Regions from separate parts of the Nothobranchius furzeri genome. Here region 1 is linked to region 2. A link is a contact called in public Micro-C data. All regions are on one chromosome and are shown on one strand. Each heading gives the region's core, a stretch centred on a gene start, on an enhancer-like site or on the middle of the called end of the contact. The rest is flanking DNA. Distances are from core to core; before and after follow the strand shown. Region 1 overlaps ap1m1 (adaptor related protein complex 1 subunit mu 1). Region 2 holds the start of LOC107383601 (epidermal growth factor receptor substrate 15-like 1).

Region 1 (4,189 bases), core at 656-3,155, 100 kb before region 2:
TTTATGCTCGAGATTGCCCCCTCAGGCCAAAAGCGTAACGGCAGCTTCAATAGTAGGCTCGTGCACGAGGCGCGCATGCTGTACGTGCACACTCCTTAACAAAAATAACAGCTGAGACAGTCCCGTGTGTGTGTGTGTGTGTGTGTGTGTGGCCCGGAGGACAGAGGACAGGAGAACACGCAGCTTACTAATTAAATAATTTGGTTCTGTATCTTTCTCTTCAGCACAGCCGACAAAGGTTTATGATGGGTCAGTTCTCCTGCATGCTCAGATCATTCCCTTCCCTTGCTTGAAAAATTGTTCCAAAATGAAAGTTGAACCCGCATCTTTTTTATCTGTGAATTCAATGCCGTTCGGCGAGTCTCAAATAAAAATTTGGGCATCTTACTGTAAAAAAATATACCATTAATGTAAAAAAGAAACTGTAAATAAACTATGATCACATCCAGAATCGAACCCGAGTCTTCCGCACGGGAGTCCGCCATCTTACTGGATGTGCTATAGCACCAGTGACGTCTTTTGTATCTGTAATATTTATATTCCTGATGACAGCTGAAACAACGTTCAAAGATCGGTTCAGAGCGAAAATGGCTATTTTGTTGCAAATTTGCAGAAAATATCTAGAAGAAAGTAGCTAAGGGTCCTCAGAAATGTAGCTAGGTTCATCACTAGGCGTTAGGAACAGCGACAAAGTCGCTGAGTTGGCACTACCTCACTCTCTGCTGCTAAAGCTACTGACAGCAAATGCTATGGGCGATGCCTGAGCGTGAACACGCATGAAGCAGCCTGCTCGACCCGAGCAGATCTCTTTTTCTGTGATTTTACAGAAAAACAGGCAATCACAGTAAAAATGCCAGGACTCATTCTACAGGACCAGGGCATTGCAGGAGAATGTATTAAGAAGAAATGTTTTATTTCTATACATGTTTTGGCTGTCAAACTTCCATAATGCCCCTTTAATGTCTCCTTCTATTGTCTTTTTCTTGCAATGATGTCTTCTATTGTTTTTCCTTCTGCTTCTATTGTTATCTTCTTTTATTGTCTTCTTCTAATAATAATTACTACAGTAAAACTAAATAAAATGTAATTATCGCCTCAAATAATAAAATCAATGTCAACGATGACTACATAGGTTTTTTGGGTGTTTAAATTAAACCTTTTCCCCTCGGTTTTTTGTGTTACTTTTTTTATTATTATTATTATTTTTTTAGATTAACATTTTTTTATCCAACTATTTGACTGAACGAAGATCAGATGGAATTCAGATAGTTTTTTACTTAATTTACTGACCAATGAAAGGCGAGGTGACTCCTGAGGTTTTGTACATTTTTCTAAAATACAAAGAGTAAAAAAAACAATGTTCTGAAACTGAACATAAACAATGGACTGTTTCCTTTTCCCTTTCAGTGGTAGCGGTGAAAAATCAAACATCATCTTTGAGTCTTCTGTTGTAGTAATGATATCTACCCACTAGGTGGCGACTGCTACTTGTTATTTAAGCTTGAAGAAGTGATGTGAATAGGTAATGTAACTTTCTGTTACTCTCCTCTCACAGGTGAAACCTCTGATCTGGATTGAATCGGTTATTGAGAAGCACTCTCACAGCCGGATCGAGTACATGATCAAGGTAGGCCACTTTCTCCGCAGGAACGAGCTGCTGTGTTTTTAGCTAAACCGTTGTTATGTTTCGGTTCCATTATTCATGTCAACAATACTGAAACAACAGAAGACTGAAAGGTAGCTCAGTTCCAACTGGCCTGAGGTGAGGTCACGTGCACAGAAACATGCTGCATTGATCTTGAGTCTTATTTTCTTGTGGATCATCTTGTCAAGTGGGACAGTCGTGATTACACTGTACTTTTGTGAAGCAACAATCCTAGTCCTGGTTGAATACCTGTTTGAGGCTGCACAGCGTGTCAAACTCGTCCCGCTTGTTTTGCTCGGCAGGCAAAAAGCCAGTTCAAGAGGCGCTCCACCGCCAACAACGTGGAGATTCACATTCCTGTTCCAACGGACGCTGACTCACCCAAGTTCAAGACCACAGTGGGCAGCGTGAAGTGGGTGCCTGAGAACAGTGAGATCGTCTGGTCCATCAAGTCCTTTCCTGTGAGCAGAAAACGTGACTCAGGAGTTTCACACTAATGAATGCAAATTATTTTTGTATTTCACCCAATAATTGTCACGATTTTTCTCAAAGCACAAGGAGCACATATGATTTAACTTAAATTACAAATTATTTGTCATTCCTCTTCAAGCTTAGTTAAAATGCTTGTGCTTTAATTTGTCACAGGGAGGAAAGGAGTATCTGATGCGGGCTCACTTCGGGTTGCCAAGCGTGGAGGCCGAAGACAAAGAGGGGAAACCACCAATCAGTGTCAAGTTTGAGATCCCGTATTTCACCACCTCGGGGATCCAGGTAGGTTTGACACTTATGACCTGTCAGGCAGTAATCCTTCACAGATCATGTCAGACGTCAACAGAAAAGGCTCAAAAACATTCACCAAAGCTTCGCAGTCAGTCAAAATAAGAATAATGTGCTGCAGAGCGCTTTTCCCAAACAAACCTACCAAGTGCTTTTCAAGTGGGGTAAAGGTGAGTTTTCACTACAACAATAATAAAAACATCTGAAAACATATCCAAGCGCTGGCAAAGACACTTAGAAACATGAACAGTTCAGGGTGGGATTTGATTATTATTCTGAATATCTAATTTTAGTTTTATTGCACCATCTTTTCTCTCTCACCAGTCCGAGAAGTGAAACCTAATTTAGGCCAGCGGGGGCAGCGTGGAGCACTTGTAACCTCTGTGTGGTTAAACACATTTCTGATGTTGCACCAGCCAGAAGTGCTCATCAACATGAACTTGACCCTCTGTTTTGATCCTGATTACAGTGATAGAAAACGTCACTGCTAGCACCAGGTTAGCAGATTAATTGGAGTCTGATTGTAATTTCCATGCTGTTGAGAGAGCGAGAGAATGAGACTAATGTTTATATTTCATGTTTCCCTCACACTGACCACAGACTAACACACACGTGTTACGTTTACCGTATAATCACAGGACAACTGTGATTATATGTGTAGCGCAACAACACAAAATTAAGTTTCACCATGTCTTGTTGAGTGGAAACAAGGTTAACTTCATTTTAAAGTGTTTTTTTTTTTTTTGCCAGAACTTGATGCATTATAATATATGATTAAAGTTTTTCCACAGTTTTTCTAAATAATATTCTCAATTCTGTGTTTTTCATTAACTGGTGATGTATTTTGAGAATAAACTCTACAATTTACAGCCGGAGGCTCTAATCTCCCTTTATGCCATAACGTTTACACGCCGTCACGATTTCCAGCTTCCCAACATTTCCTATCATCATCAGTAGGACTTTATGAAGTTGTAGAGACATTATGCAGCCCACTCGGAAACGAGCTCAAATTAAAGTTAACCGACTTGTAACCAGGGCGCTGGTTTTAGATTTTTAAGATTTTCCCAACTCGATTTGTCAGTCAAAGAAATAATCTTTTTATTTTTTGCTTTTTTTGGTTGTAAAAACATAAAAGGAATATGTTTGAAAAAGTGCAACTGTATAGCTTCATTATTCAATAAAAGATTTTCTAATGTTGAAACTCTAGCCTAAAAAACGTTTAGATGCTGTTTAAAATGACACAGAATGATCATTTTAAAAACATTCATTCTGGGTTTAATGGTCTAAAAAACATCTTTTATATGTTTTAAGGGTTTGCCAAGTCACGACCTACGCCGGCCGTGCGGTCTCTGTTGATTTAGTTCTCACGTGCTCATCTGTGTTTTGGTGATGGATCCTCTTTTTGTGGTTTTCTGCAAACCTTGATGACTTGTATTCAAACACCAGTGGTTATCCTGTTCGGTTCAATCTGGACACACCCTCCAAGTGTTTTCACCGCAGCGATGAGAACGAGGCGGGTGGTTTCCTTTTATTTGCTTGAACTTTTGTCATCAGCTTTACCTGAAAATTAGAAATGAAGTGAGCAGAAAAAGTTGCATGCAGATGTTGCCTTTATTATAAATATAGCATTGAATTGTAGGAGTTTAAACTCACTAAATGCATGTAAAACCTAAAAATAAGCAGTCAGAAGCTTTAAATCTACTTCATTATAACAAAACTTCCCATGTCATCAGTGATGCTGCACCACCATATTCCCATCCAACTCCC
Region 2 (3,952 bases), core at 1,097-3,596:
TTAAATTTAACACAAATTTTAGAAATGCAGCTAGGTAAGGTAAACTCATGTTGAAGTTGGTAATGTTAGTAATTATATGGACCGAATATTATGAACTAAATATGATCACGTAACACATAGAAAACAGAGTAATATGACATACCGCTGAGGTCGATTTAAAGGAGTGCTGTGGGGATAGGTTGGTGGGACTGGGTGTGTGGGAAGTAATGGACCCCAGAGAAGAAGAGCTACTGCCCACAGGAGATGCAGTTCTCCCAAGAGGAGAAGCGGTGCCTCCAAGAGTGGGAGTGCTTCTCAGGGTGTCTTTGAGAGGAGCCAGACCAGATGTAAGACCAGACAAAGCAGGCAGCACAGCCACAGCACCTGGTAGCGCATTTGCAGATTTTTTCCTTTTAGAAGGTGGGATAAGAGATGGAGGCAAACTACTTGGGACGGGCTCTTTTTCCATGGCTCGATACACGAGATGCAATGCCTACGAAGTGAAAAACAAAGAACATTAGAATTTGCAATAGCACCAGTGTGTTTAATGGACTACAGAAAAAATGACTAAAAGAGGCTAAGCATCCCAATTTACCACTGTGAATTCCTCTTTGTCCAAATGTCCATCTTTGTCTACATCACTCAGGTCCCAAATCTACAAAATCATAATATACAGATATGGATACACAAAATTTGAAACAAGTGGCAGAAAACAGTGCTGTATAATGTGCAAATCACCTTTCCCAACACATCCAGAGGTAATTTGGAGTTTATCAAAACTGGTCTGACTTTTTCACCAGAGAGGAGGCCATTCACAGGAGACAAACTTTCAAATATTCCTTCAAACTTCCCTTTTTCATCAGGCTGAGAGAGCGGATGAAAATATTAAATAGGAGTTATTCTTTATTAAACATCAGAATAATGTAGATAATATTTTACAAATCTGATCATGCTCACCCTAATTGCCCACTGAGAGTCAAATGCTGTTGTTGACCCACTTAATAATTGGCTGTCAGTGTCCCTCTGCAAAAGTAAACAGTAGACAGAATCTCATTACCAGAATAAAAAAAATGCTGGACACCATGTATTTCTGTAACTATCAGTTTTGAGATACTAAATGTTTGATTTCATGCGTTATATCTGCAACAAATCAAATCAAAGTCTTAACAGTTGCCAGGGAGGTCAGTTTAAACACTTACAAATTTTGGTGCAGCTGCAGTTTGGTTGAGGTTGTTAAGACTGATATCATTTCCACCTTGTGCTGATGCTACAAGTCTCAGGGCAATGAAGAACCCCTAGGAAACAGGGAGAAAAACAAAACAAATCTAAGGTTTTGTGCAAACATCAGCATCTTCCATCTACAACAACCACAAAGAAACCGCCTTTACCCGTTTATCCAAGTAGCCTTTTCTATCAGAATCTGCCAAATCCCAAATCTGAAAGGGCAAATAAAACAAAATTAATTTAGATGTTGTGAACTGGAAATGTGAGATTATTTTGTTTAAAAGTGTGCAGATGAGTTTGAGAATCACCTTTCCAAGAGTATTGTCTGACAACCCAGACTTCTTAAGAAACTGAGCTGCATCGCCAGCTGATATTTTTCCTGTGTTTCTTGGATCAAGCTAAGATAATGAAAACAATAAGTGCTCTCATTATTTGATGTTACATGAATGATAATGCTCAGTTCACCTGATACACCAAAATAATTATATTAAAGAATATAAATGGCAACACCAAGCTTACCTGTCTGTAATAGCTTTCAAAAACTGCATTTCCACCTGATAACTGGACAGAAGACAAAAAAAATAAATGAATACAATTATAAAAAGGACCAATTGTTAGAGACAAACATGGCTAATTAGGTTAGTAGATTGTCTATCACAAAGAAAACAACTTATAGTTCCAACAGCTAATCGAATGTACATAACTTAATTCGTCCTAAACTTAGTCAATTTTTACTTAAATTAGGTTATTTAAAAATAAAGTAATAAACTGTCAGTTCGTTTTTCTTTGCCATTCAAACGTAAAACTTAGTCATCAACCTAGCCCGTATATTATGTCGATGAACCTAGCTGACAATGTTTACTCGGAAGACAACGAAAACTTTCTAGAACGTTTTTTTCTGGCTAATGTTCCTCGCGGTTTATAGCGTGGTGAAGTCGTAACCGCGCAAAAACAATGTCACGGTCGTTTAACAATGACAAAATGGACATTTTCAGAGTTTTTTTTTGGTATTTTGGTCGTTGTTACCTGACTGAGGGTCATGAGCGCCGCCATCTTTCCTGGTGTCTTGAGTACGCGCACAACGCTCACGCCCCTGAAGGTAAAGCCTGGTTCACACAGGCACGCGCGGGAGAAAGAATGCGTCTTGCCCGTATGCCCTTTTTGCGGTGCTTTAACGCAAATATATTAGTAGAATTTATCTTTGCGGCTTAGCATGTTTTTATTCGTTCAACACCATTTATGTAGTTCGTCCTCATTCTTAGGGCAGTTTAAGATGGCCGTAACATGTGGAGATAATAAAGTAATACTTTTGTTGAATTTATTTTCTTAAATTTATATGAATTTGATTTTTGCTAAACACGATGGCTAATCAGAAACAAAGTATTTTACTTACAAAACACGAAGTGTACTATATACAGAAACGAAAGTATGATGCTCAAAAAAATTTCCGGTTTTCAAAATAAAATTGTCTCTCGAAACTTCCGGTTTCAAAATGTCCTTTTTTTTAAAGAAATACTTTTCGATTAAACGAAATTTAAATTATTGATTTAATCAGTACGTCTATTTTTAAAAGAAAAAATTTTATGGTAAGTTTGGGGTTTCTTTGGTTACAACTTTTTTAATTGCAGTTTTTTGGTTGAAGTACCCATTTTTGATTGAATAAACAATCTTCAAATTTAAAGGAAACACCTTGATATAATTATGTACTAATTTATTACAATTATGCATTGCTCAGAATAGAAAGGAGATATGATGGAAATTATCCAATTCTTGATTACCAAAAATCAAAAGCAAGGGGTCTGTCATCTGTTTCTGTATGTGCTAACCTAGTATTTTTACAATCATGCATTGACATTTTGAGCATCTCACAGCTTTTTCATACAAACTAGTAACTAAATATATTTACCATTTGTATGCTAAACAAACTATAGTAATCAGACCGTACAGTAATAATCTTTTAATTAAAACTTTGGCATCAAAAACATTCTGATGGGTAAAAATGTGTGCAACTCTTGCAAGAGTGACACATCAAAAAAACTTTCATCAGAATGTACTGCAGCTGTGAGCACAATAAGTCATGTTGAATTAAATTTCAATGACAATTTTAAACATTTACTAGCTTTAGGCCTTTTTATATTGTAATGTTTCATTCAAATATGCCATCAAGAAAAAGTAATTCAAGTTGATGTCAGTGCAAAAGAAACATCCAAAAATAAATTACAATACCAATGTGCCCATTTTCTGACCCTGTTTATTTAATATTAATTTCACAGGTAGAGCTTGAATCTGATTTGTGACAAAATGTAACAATTTCAAAACAAGAGATTGGTGGTCAAGCCACAGAATGATAGACAACCCACAGTACCAATTCAGTAAGGGTAATGTGACAAAAAAAAAACCCAACATCAAGTCCATTAATACCCATTCAACCCAATTTTCTACATTAGACTCCAAAGCCAGGTTGCCTGTATCTCTGGGAAAGGATGCACAGCAGCCACAATACCCCTGAGAGTTACAGGACAGTTTCTGTGGAAGGGACATAATAAAATATTTTCTCACTACATTTCCCCCCCTCCTCAAAGCTCATCTTTAGGTACTGATTCTTCATCTTCTGTGTCTGAAAGTGCTTCTTCCATCTCATCCTTTGTTTCTTCTTCTTCTTCCTCCTCCTCCTCCTCCTCTTCCTCCTCCTCCCCCTCTTCATTAGTTTCTTGTTCTTTTACTTTTGCCTCTTCCTCTTTTCGTTTAG

What was found. Hi-C and Micro-C count contacts between places; a contact is called where the count stands out from the background.
Region 1: a Micro-C map of tail fin shows a contact between it and region 2, with 4 times the contacts expected there. The contact joins the enhancer-like site here to the promoter of LOC107383601 in region 2. A contact is called at or near these places in 2 of 2 Hi-C or Micro-C datasets (skeletal muscle and tail fin).

Annotation. Positions count from the first base shown.
Region 1 is chr11:45,551,352-45,555,540 of NfurGRZ-RIMD1, reverse strand. ap1m1 (adaptor related protein complex 1 subunit mu 1) reads left to right here. Exons shown (of 12, transcript XM_015956360.3): 8 at 1,556-1,627; 9 at 1,948-2,106; 10 at 2,291-2,416. Among protein-coding and RNA genes, the nearest start is that of ap1m1, 7.5 kb to the left of the region's middle. Within about 2 kb of position 1,905, at least 1 of the 3 cell types and tissues checked has an H3K27ac peak or open chromatin away from gene starts, as enhancers often do. A contact at or near this core is called in tail fin, where this site is marked.
Region 2 is chr11:45,448,022-45,451,973 of NfurGRZ-RIMD1, reverse strand. It overlaps LOC107383601 (epidermal growth factor receptor substrate 15-like 1), which reads right to left and starts at 2,346. Exons shown (of 24, transcript XM_054742064.2): 1 at 2,230-2,346; 2 at 1,723-1,764; 3 at 1,512-1,601; 4 at 1,368-1,415; 5 at 1,179-1,274; 6 at 937-1,002; 7 at 718-843; 8 at 575-634; 9 at 143-472. The coding sequence starts at 2,256. calr3b (calreticulin 3b) reads right to left here. Exons shown (of 9, transcript XM_015956358.3): 9 at 3,437-3,952. The coding sequence ends at 3,780.